Regions from separate parts of the Sus scrofa genome. Here region 1 is linked to region 2. A link is a contact called in public promoter capture Hi-C data. All regions are on one chromosome and are shown on one strand. Each heading gives the region's core, a stretch centred on a gene start, on an enhancer-like site or on the middle of the called end of the contact. The rest is flanking DNA. Distances are from core to core; before and after follow the strand shown. Region 1 holds the start of C7H6orf125. Region 2 holds the start of PHF1 (PHD finger protein 1).

Region 1 (4,733 bases), core at 1,472-3,971, 220 kb after region 2:
CACGTTCAGTGCTACTGTGGCAGGAAGCCCAAGGCCGAAGACTGCCTGCCTCTCTCTCCTGGAACGAGGTGCGGGGCAGAGCTGCCCCCTCCAGGCCTGTCTTCCTGACAAGTGGCACAACCATGGGAGCTGCACACCCATCAGCCGACCAGGTCTACTGCCTGCTGGTGGCTGCCAGCCTAGCAAAGAACCTACCAGAGCGACCTTTCTCTCTCAGTCCGGGGGTGTGAGGGGAAGTAATTGACAGGACTGCCCTCAATTCCAGCAAGGGACTATTCCTCCTAAAGATCACCACAAGCATTCACTGAGGCCAGGCACCTTCTCAGGTGATATCAGGATGAGGTACCAGGAGGTCCTGAGTCATGTGTCTGCTGCCATCATGACGCCCTGGCTCACTCCACCAGGGCACATTCATCAGCCACTGTGGAACCATCACTGAGCGGTGACTTGCACCTGCAGCCATGACTCAAATCTGTGTGGGCCTCTGACTCATCGGAGCCATTTCCCCAGGTGATGACAAAGGATGGCAACTCCAAAGAGAACACTCTGCCCTCCTTTCCTGGCCCCTCGCCCCTCTCTCACTAACAGTCTAGTTGGGGAAGGTCACACCCTCACTGCTTCTCTGCTGCCTGGTCCCCCGCCCTCCAAATTCCCTCAGAGTAAGTCCCGTGAGCTCCCTGGTGATCAGGACCAGGTTCTGCCCCTCATCTGCAGTTCCCGCAGTTCCCCAGTGAGTAAGCCTGCAAATTCATTCTCACCACTCAGGACACAGAAATATCCCCTTCTCACTCTTTGCAACTTCTCTCCATCTAGTTCTGCTACACCTGCAACTATATTCAAATGATTTTTGTCTCATGAGCCACCACCAATCATTTATGTAACCATCCATTCATTTACTGAGTGTCTTTTATGTGTGAGGAACTATGTGAGACACTATGGGGAGAAAGATAAAAATGGAACAACCTCTATTTTCAGGAAGCTCGCACCAGAAATACATAGGGAGCACAGCCCTAGAAGGCTTATGGGATTCACAGGATTGGGACTAGCTATGATTCTTGCCTGCAAAATCTTTATCCTTTGGGCCAGTGAAGAGCACTGTAAGAAGTGTGAGGCCTCAGTGTGGTGTCACACACCCCCACACCCTCCCCAGCCCTAGTCAGACACTCCATCCATCCCAACACCCACCCAGTGCTTGTCCCCATGATGCCACTGGGCATGTTCTTGCTCTACTAGGTGGGCTGGCTTGGCTCCGTGTAGCTAAGTTGCAAAAGACCATGTTCCTACTTTGACAGCTGTGGCCAAATTTTGCAAAAGTCACTTCCTCAGACTGTGTATGTGTGTATATGCTATCTCATAGGCCTGACCTCTCACCCGAGCCCCAGGCTCAAATATCCTACTGTCTACTTGACATTTCCACTCAGAGGTAACAGCACTCTGCATCTCAAGTTCAACACGTCTAACACCAAACACAAGATGTTCTTCCCACATCCCACCTGTTCCTCATCTAGTCTTTCTCATCTCAGTTAATGGCACCACCTTCCACCCAGATGCTCAGGCCAAAACAATCTAGGTGTGACCCTTGGTTCACCTTTCCTTCTATCCTGCATCCAATGTATCAGGGAAACCTGTGGCCGCAACCTTCCACGGCAACCTCAATCCAGCCACTTCCCTCTCCTGGGCTGCCTTCTGCATCCACACCACCATTTCTTGCCTGGGCTGCCAGAGTAACCTCTTCTCCAGCTGACTGCTTCTATTCTTGCCCCCCTATAATCCATTCACTACTACAACCAGAGTGATCTTTAAAAAAAGTAAATTAGGTCACATCGGCCCCGACTAAACCTTCCCAGCTCAATGGTCTTATGATAAAATCCACCTTCTAATCAGAGCCTGTCTTTAAGACCCTATCATGGAGTCTTAGGGTCTTTTACGAGGCAACTGAATATGACTAGCACCCATGAGGACGAAGGTTTGCTCCCTGGCCTCACTCAGTAGGTTAAGGATCCGGCGTTGCCATGAGCTGTGGTGGAGGTGGCAGACGCGGCTCGGACCTGGCGTTGCTGTGGCTGTGGTGTTGGCCAGCAGCTGTAGCTCTGATTCGACCCTTAGTCTGGGAACCTCCATATGCCACAGGTGCGGCCCTCAAAACACAAAAGCCGAAAAAAAAAAAACCACAAAAACGCAGGTCTACTCAAACGCAGGGGCCTGGGGTGAGGACAGGGCTTTGGCTATCGGTCACCACACAGCACTGTGAGGTACGGTAGTGTCAGGGGAGGAACAGACTGCCACAGGTACTGCGCCTAGAATCATGGAGAGCTTTTAAAAATACTGAGGCCAAGGCCTGCCCCACACTCTGATTCGAGTAGGTCGAACGACCCAGGTCTCCAGATTTTTAAAAGCGTCCTAGAACTCCGAGGGGTACGTTGTTAAGAGCACGGAGCCGTCCACGCGCACGTGTGGCCGAGGGAACGGCGCGCGCATGCGCCGGGCCCGCCACCGGCCCGCCCTGCCTTGTCCTGCCCCCCTACCCCCCACGCCTTCCCGCCGCAGGCGGTCCCCACACTGTGTCACCTGGGTGTTCTCTCCCTCCCGAAAGGCCTGCGCTACCCGCTGCCGCAGATAAGCGCCCAAGTCCCGGCCCCGTTTGGTCTCGTCCAGCGGCCATTCCTCACAGAGCCTGAGAAAACGCCGGTAGCGGCTGGCCGCCATCTTGGGCCCCGCGTGTCCCCGCCCCCGAGGGAGGAGTTGGCGCAGACGGAAGGCGTTTGCGCACTAAGGACCTCTGGCTTTCCGAGGAGCTGGCGCGGGAGGGAGGAGGGAAGAGGGAGGAGGGAGGGAGCATGCGCTCCTTCACCGCGCTCGCCGCATTCCGGGTGGGGGCGCTGCTCGCTTGCCCTGCGAGCCGAGCTAATTCAGTTCTTGTCCTTCTGGAACCAGCCGGTCTTCCAGGGGCAAGTCAGGCGTGGAGTACCCCCAGGGACGGCTTTGCTTCTCTTTTTCAATGAATGCACAAGCTCCAGACTAAAAATCCTCCTCTGAGACCTCTGCTGATTTGCATAAACGGATACATTTGCATGTAAATACAGGTTGTTATTCGATGAAGATATGTTTGAACTTAATATCCTAGCACACGTGGTTTGCAGCATCCCCCCCCCCGCCGCCGCCCGCGCCCCTTTCCCGAAGCCCCGGTACCTATCAGTACCACGATTGGTGCTCTGCCACAATTCCTTCTTTAGTGCTCCTCGCTCCTGTCCCTGTGTCCCCAGCCCCTGTTAGTATCACTTCTGAGCTCCCCCTCCCCAAGCCGTCCACTTGTCTGTTTGAGTTGATGCAGCCTGGAAAAAAACTTGTTTTACCAAGCTTGCTCTTATACAGTTCCAGCTGCATCCTGATTTTTCTTTTCTTAAACAAACAAACCCCAAAAACTCTACCTTCCGGATTTTCCTTGAGGAAAGCCTCATCCTCCTTTTGCGTCTTTACTGTCCTGTCTTTAGACAGGACCATCCCATGCACACAGCGCTTGGCTTCCCCCAGATCTCTTCCTTCTCTCCACCCGTCTACTTTGTATGTTTCCAGGAGACTCCTGCCCTGAGTCAGGGAGTGAATTCAGAACCAAATACAATGTTAGAAGTGACAAGGGCTTTAATGGAAGTGTTAAAGAATACTAGGCGTTTGGAGAAAGAAATAGTCCTTCTAGCTGTTGAGATTGGGGGAATGGGGAAGATCAGGGATTGCTTCTGAAGGAGATGGCATTTGTGCTGGGCCTTGAGGATGGTTAAGCTTTGAAAGTGGGCTTGGGAGAGGGACTTTGAGCAGCAAGAGCCAGGCTTGGGGCACGACTGGGAGAGAGAGGAAGTGGGGGGACAGAGATCAGTGGGTGGTTTTAGCAGGGAATAGCTCTGAACTGTCTGAAGTCCTTAAGGGTAAAGACCTATGAATGGGAACACCTGGGGACACAGGGATGTGTGATGCCTGCTTGAGGGGAGTTGGGGGGTTGGAAAATGAGGCACTCAAGACCCCCTCCCACGGCATTCTCCACCCACCAGTACCTCTCCCTGTACCACTCTCACCATTTGCAGTATTTGTAATGTACACTGAATCTGTTTTACTTTAACCTTTGTATTCTGTTGCTTTTGCTGCAAGAATGTTGCCTAGAGCCTGAAATGTACAGGAGAGCTGTTTCTCAAGGCTCTAACCTTTAAAGGTATAGCACCACTTTCCCACTCGTATGGAGATTAAAAAGTTGCAGAACAGAGAGTTGTCTTGGAGGTTTATGGGAACATTGTGAGCAGACACTTGTGGACATCTGTAAGAACAAAAGATTCTGGCACCAAGAAGTTTGCAGCACCCAACCACATCCCTTCCTGTTTCAGTACAAAAGAAGCCAGAATTCTAACTTGGGGAAGGTTGTTCTTTGGGACACTAGTCCGCCATCTTCTCAGTCTGCTGGCTTTCAGAGTAAAGTGGCTGGTCTTTGCCCCAGCAACTCATGTTTTGATTTATTGGCTGGTTGTGCAAGAGCAGTACCAGCTTGGACTTTATTTATTTATTTATTTTATTTCAGACGTGGGCAGGCCTGTTCTAGGGCTGCATCCATGGCATGTGGAGGTTCCCAGGCTAGGGGTTTAATCGGAGCTGCAGCCCCCAGCCTGCACCACAGCCACAGCAACGCCAGATCCGAGCTGCATCTGCGACCCACACCACAGCTCACGGCAATGCCGGATCCTTTAACCCAC
Region 2 (4,616 bases), core at 1,242-3,741:
CTGTGTCTATGGCTGTGAGTTCTCTAGGAGACTTAGATTCCCTCAAGTCGGGAAGTTTCTTTACTGCCTGCCTCCTGGGGGGTGGTGGCAGGGAGGGGTTGAGGATAATGTTTTCCTGAGGCTGCAGCTTTATAGGGCATTTCTCTGGCTTTGTTCAGGGTCTCTGAGCAGGTCTTCTGCTGTACTGTTGCTGCCATGGAAGTAGCCACCATAGCAGCCTGCCTTAAGTTTCCCCTCATTGTCTCAGAAATGTCTTTTATACTTTAGGTTTGTTACCATCAAGATCAAAGCAAGGGCCACCCATTTCATTTGTTTCATTTTGACTCTAAGGTATCTTTTTTTTTTTTTTTGGTCTTTTCTAGGCGGCACCCAGGACATAGGGAGGTTCCCAGGCTAGGGGGTCTAATTGGAGTTGTAGCTGCTGGCCTACACCACAGCCACAGCAACGCCTGATCCTTATTAACCCACTGAGCAATGCCAGAGATCAAACTCGAAACCTCATGGTTCCTAGTCGGATTCGTTAACCACTGAGCCACTACAGGAACTCCCTCTTTTTTTTGCTTTGCTTTTTTAGGGCCATATCTGCGGCATATGGAGGTTCCCAGGCTAGGGGTCCAATTGGAGCTACTGCCGGCCTACACTACAGCCTCAGCAACATCAGACCTGAGCTGCATCTACCACCTACACCACAGCTCACAGCAACGCCAAATCTTTAACCCACTGAGCAAGGCTGGGGATTGAACCTGCAACCTCATCGTTTCTAGTCAGATTCTTTTCCACTGTGCTACAATGGGAATGCCAGTTCTAAAGTATCTTTTATTTGGGAATTCCCATCGCGGCTCAGTGGTTAACGAATCCAACTAGGAACTATGAGGTTGCGGGTTTGATCCTTGGCCTTGCTCAGTGGGTTAAGGATCCGGCATTGCCGTGAGCTGTGGTGTAGGTTGCAGATGCGGCTCGGATCCCTAGTGGCTGTGGCTGTGGTGTAGGCTGGTGGCTGTAGCTCTGATTCGACCCCTAGCCTGGGAACATCCACATGCTGCCAGAGCAGCCCTAGAAAAGACCAAAAAAAAAAAGTACCTTTTATTTAATCTGTAATAATCTCACCCACTTTTACAGCTTTAATTTGTTTAAAAAAGAGGGTCATTTGTCCTCTGGAAAATGTCCTATTCTGGATTTTGGCTGGTTGCCTCATTTTCTCCATAATTATTTTTTCTGGTAGTTAAATTTAGAGGCTTAATTTGAATCAGGTTCAAATTTCTTGGCAAGAAAACTTAGATGGTGTTTTACACTTTCTATTGCATCACATCAGAAGACACCTAATAACTAATTGTTCCACTTTTAATGATATAAAAATTGGTCACTGGATTTGGGTATTGTGAGCTTGATTTATCCATTTTAAAACTCCCTATCTACTTTTTCCCCTAATGATTTTTTTTTAATGGGCACACCCACTACGTATAGAAGTTTCCCAGCCAGGGACTGAATCTGAGCTGTAGCTGCAGGTCCTTTAACCCACTGCTCTGGGCTGAGAAACCTGCACCTCTGCAGTGACTAGAGATGCCACACTCTGATTCTTAACCCACTGGCTGCAGTGGGAACTCCTCCCTGGGAGGTGATTTGGGGAAAACTGTTTGTAGTTACTGTGAACTTTTTTTTTTCTGTTTGTCTAAACCCCTGCCCACAGGTGAACCAATGTGTCATTGGTACTGCCCAAGCCAACAAGAAATGAAGACGGATCTAGAGTGTGTGTGTGTGTGTGTGTGTGTGTGTGTGTGTGTGACACACACGGGGAAGGGAGGTGGGTGCGGGTGCTTTCTTGGTGGGGGGTGCTGTGATATCTGGGCCTATCAAATAAAGAAGAGGTTTTTTCGCTGTTTTTAAATAAAGGTTTTATTAGCGGTTGCCCAATCAGGGAGATACTTTTCATATCTGTAAAGATGGGAACTGTGGCTCTTCTGTTCTACCCAACAGGCCATGCCCATGCCTTCAGCTCCCATACCCTGTCTCGTGGTCCCCACCTGGGAGGTGTGCCCACCAGGTGGCCAGCCTCCCCTGTGCCACGGCCCCCGCCTGGCAAGAGCACCCCTGGTACTTGTGGGAGGTGGGCGGGGCCGGCGCGCCCTCCCACAAACTGCTGGCTCTCTCCCGCTCTTTCCCTGCCTTCGCGTTCGAACCGCCAGGCCTGCCCCGTCCGCTGCCCATTGGCTGGCTGCTGGTCCGAGCACCCGCCTTGGGAGCGCGGGGCGGGACGCAAGCCCGGACTCTCTCGCGCCAACTGCCTGGGCCACCGCCCGGTGAGGGGGGGGCTCGGTCCTCCCAGGTGCCGCGCGCGGGAGGAGCCACGCGTGCGCAGAAGCGCGACTGCGGGCGGGGCGGGGGGGGCGGGACACAACCCAGCCACGGGGAGGGCGGGGCCGGGGCGGAGGCGGGAGGAGGGCGTGGCGGGGCAATGGGAAGGGTGAATGGAGGGCGGGGTCGTGAACTGAGCCGGGGGGCGGGACTTGGAGTGACCATGAAGGCTGGAGGGGCAGTTAACGGATGTGGCACAGTGCGGGGGCCAGGCCGGAGGCCGGCGGTGGGGAAAGGGGATTCCCTCCTGCCCCGAGGGCAGGTCTCCCTTTGGAGGAAGGGGCTACGGGGATTCCCTCTCACGGCCGGTCCGACTGTCCGCCTGCCCCAGCCGCGGAGAGGCCGCCGCTTGCTTGGCGCCCTCCAGGCCTGCTGGAGGTGAGGGAGGTGGGGTGAGGTGGTGCCCGCCCCCCCACTCCGGCTCCTCCTTCCCCCCAGTCCTTCCCTCCCACCACCCTCCCCCCGAGCCGGTTTGTCCCTCCCCTCCCCTCCTCTCCCCTCCTTCCCCCCGCCGCCTCCTCCTGCCGCTGCCGCTGCTTTGGCTGCTGCGTCATACGCCCCAGAGCTGCCGGGACGGAGGGGCTGGGCCTGGGGACCCCCGGGTCGCTGCCTGCACGCCCCCCGACGCCCAGACGTGCCCTCCCGGCGCGAGGGGTTCGCCTGGGTATCCCACGTCTGCCTCTGCCCGGCTCCCGGCGGCCCCAGCTGTCACTGGTAAGGAGGTGGCGGGAGGCGCCCGTGGGGGGGGGGCAGGGAGCCGGGGGTCGGCGCGCAGGGCGCGGGCGGGAGAGCCGCGCCGCCCTTGCATCGGGTCGGGCTGGGCCGTCTCAAGTCCCCTCTCTCGGACTCGCGGTCCTGGGGAGTAGAGACCGGGACTGGGACACGCCCCCCTCCCGGGGCACTCAAGGAAGTTATCTAACCCAGGGGCCGGGAGCCCCGAATTTGAGGGTGACCTGACATAACCTGGTACCAGGATGATTGTTCTGAATGAGACACGCGGGTCGGGGAGGCAGCCGTTCTCACTCTGGAAAACATCTCCAGAAAAGCTCCCAAAACACATCTCTGGAAAACAGCACCCCAATTATGACACCCCTAAAGAGCAGTAGAAGGTGACAGTAAAAACAGAGTGGTAACCTTTGCTTCTGCAACCATCACTTTTGCTAAAATCTCAAGGCCAGGATATAACATCCCAAGGGAGCCGGAAACTAGAGAACTAGGTTGGGGAGGGGGTGCATGGTAGGGAGAAGAGAGCCAGGGGTGGCTCCGGTGAGGCTGAGGAAGGGCCTGGAGGTTCCCTTGCACCCTCTCAGGGATATGGAGACTGGGACACACCTGCTTGAGTCCTTGACAGAGAAATACACAAGGAAAATGGGGACCAGTTCCTCAGCATTCAAAACTTTCTCCTCCCATCCCGCTTCTGGCTAGGCCCCCCCAGGATGCAATGGCACAGCCCCCCCGGCTGAGCCGCTCTGCTGCCCCCCCACTTTGGGACCCAGCTTCCTCTGCTTCCACCTCAGGCCCCAGGCCTCGACTTTGGGAGGGTCAAGATGTGCTGGCCAGGTGGACAGATGGGCTGCTATACTTGGGGACCATCAAAAAGGTATGACCTTTGACTTCTGACCTGTCACCTTTTCCCCATTCCTCCTATCTAGTTCTGATTCCCATTTGATCTTCTGGGCTCACCCATTGCAGGTGGACAGTGCTCGGGAGGTGTGTCTGGTCCAGTTTGAGGATGATTCCCAGTTTCTGGTTCTATGGAAAGACATTAGCCCTGGTGAGAGGCCTGCATCCCATGGATAACAGATACCTGGCATGGGGGTTGGACAGGCCCCCTGAACGTTGTGTTCCTCCCCAACAGCTGCCCTCCCTGGGGAGGAACTCCTCTGCTGTGTATGTCGCTCTGAGACTGTGGTCCCTGGAAATCGGCTGGTCAGCTGTGAAAAGTGTCGCCATGGTGAGAGGGCAGGACACCTGAAGGACCCAGCTTGCCCTGGGTCTTCCAGGCTGCCTCTCCCCCCTTCCCTCCAGCAGTGGTTCTTATGTCACCTGCCCTGGCCGGTCTCCTCAACCCTGTAACCTCACTCCCTCCCTGTACAGGGAGAGGCACCCATGGGTGGAGATGTGTGAGCTTTGCAGGCAGAGGGTACTTCAGGTACACCTTTTTCTAAGCACATGACCTTGGGCCAGTTCCTAAACCTCTAAGAGCCACAGTTCCCTCCCCTGCTTTTTTTTTTTGGTCACTTTGGAGAAAGAATTCAGCAGAG

What was found. Promoter capture Hi-C pulls out the DNA fragments that hold promoters and counts their contacts.
Region 1: a contact with region 2 is called in a promoter capture Hi-C map of fetal liver, with 3 times the contacts expected there. The contact joins the promoter of C7H6orf125 here to the promoter of PHF1 in region 2. A contact is called at or near these places in 2 of 5 promoter capture datasets (fetal liver and liver) and 1 of 2 datasets of contacts at active chromatin or transcription factors (alveolar macrophages).

The regions. Positions count from the first base shown.
Region 1 is chr7:29,927,081-29,931,813 of Sscrofa11.1, forward strand. C7H6orf125 reads right to left here and starts at 2,722. Exons shown (of 4, transcript NM_001243451.1): 1 at 2,569-2,722. The coding sequence starts at 2,706.
Region 2 is chr7:29,711,806-29,716,421 of Sscrofa11.1, forward strand. It overlaps PHF1 (PHD finger protein 1), which reads left to right and starts at 2,492. Exons shown (of 15, transcript XM_001927881.6): 1 at 2,492-3,066; 2 at 3,778-3,952; 3 at 4,045-4,126; 4 at 4,211-4,306. The coding sequence starts at 3,794. It overlaps KIFC1 (kinesin-like protein KIFC1), which reads left to right. Exons shown (of 11, transcript XM_021098599.1): 11 at 1,688-1,911. The coding sequence ends at 1,732.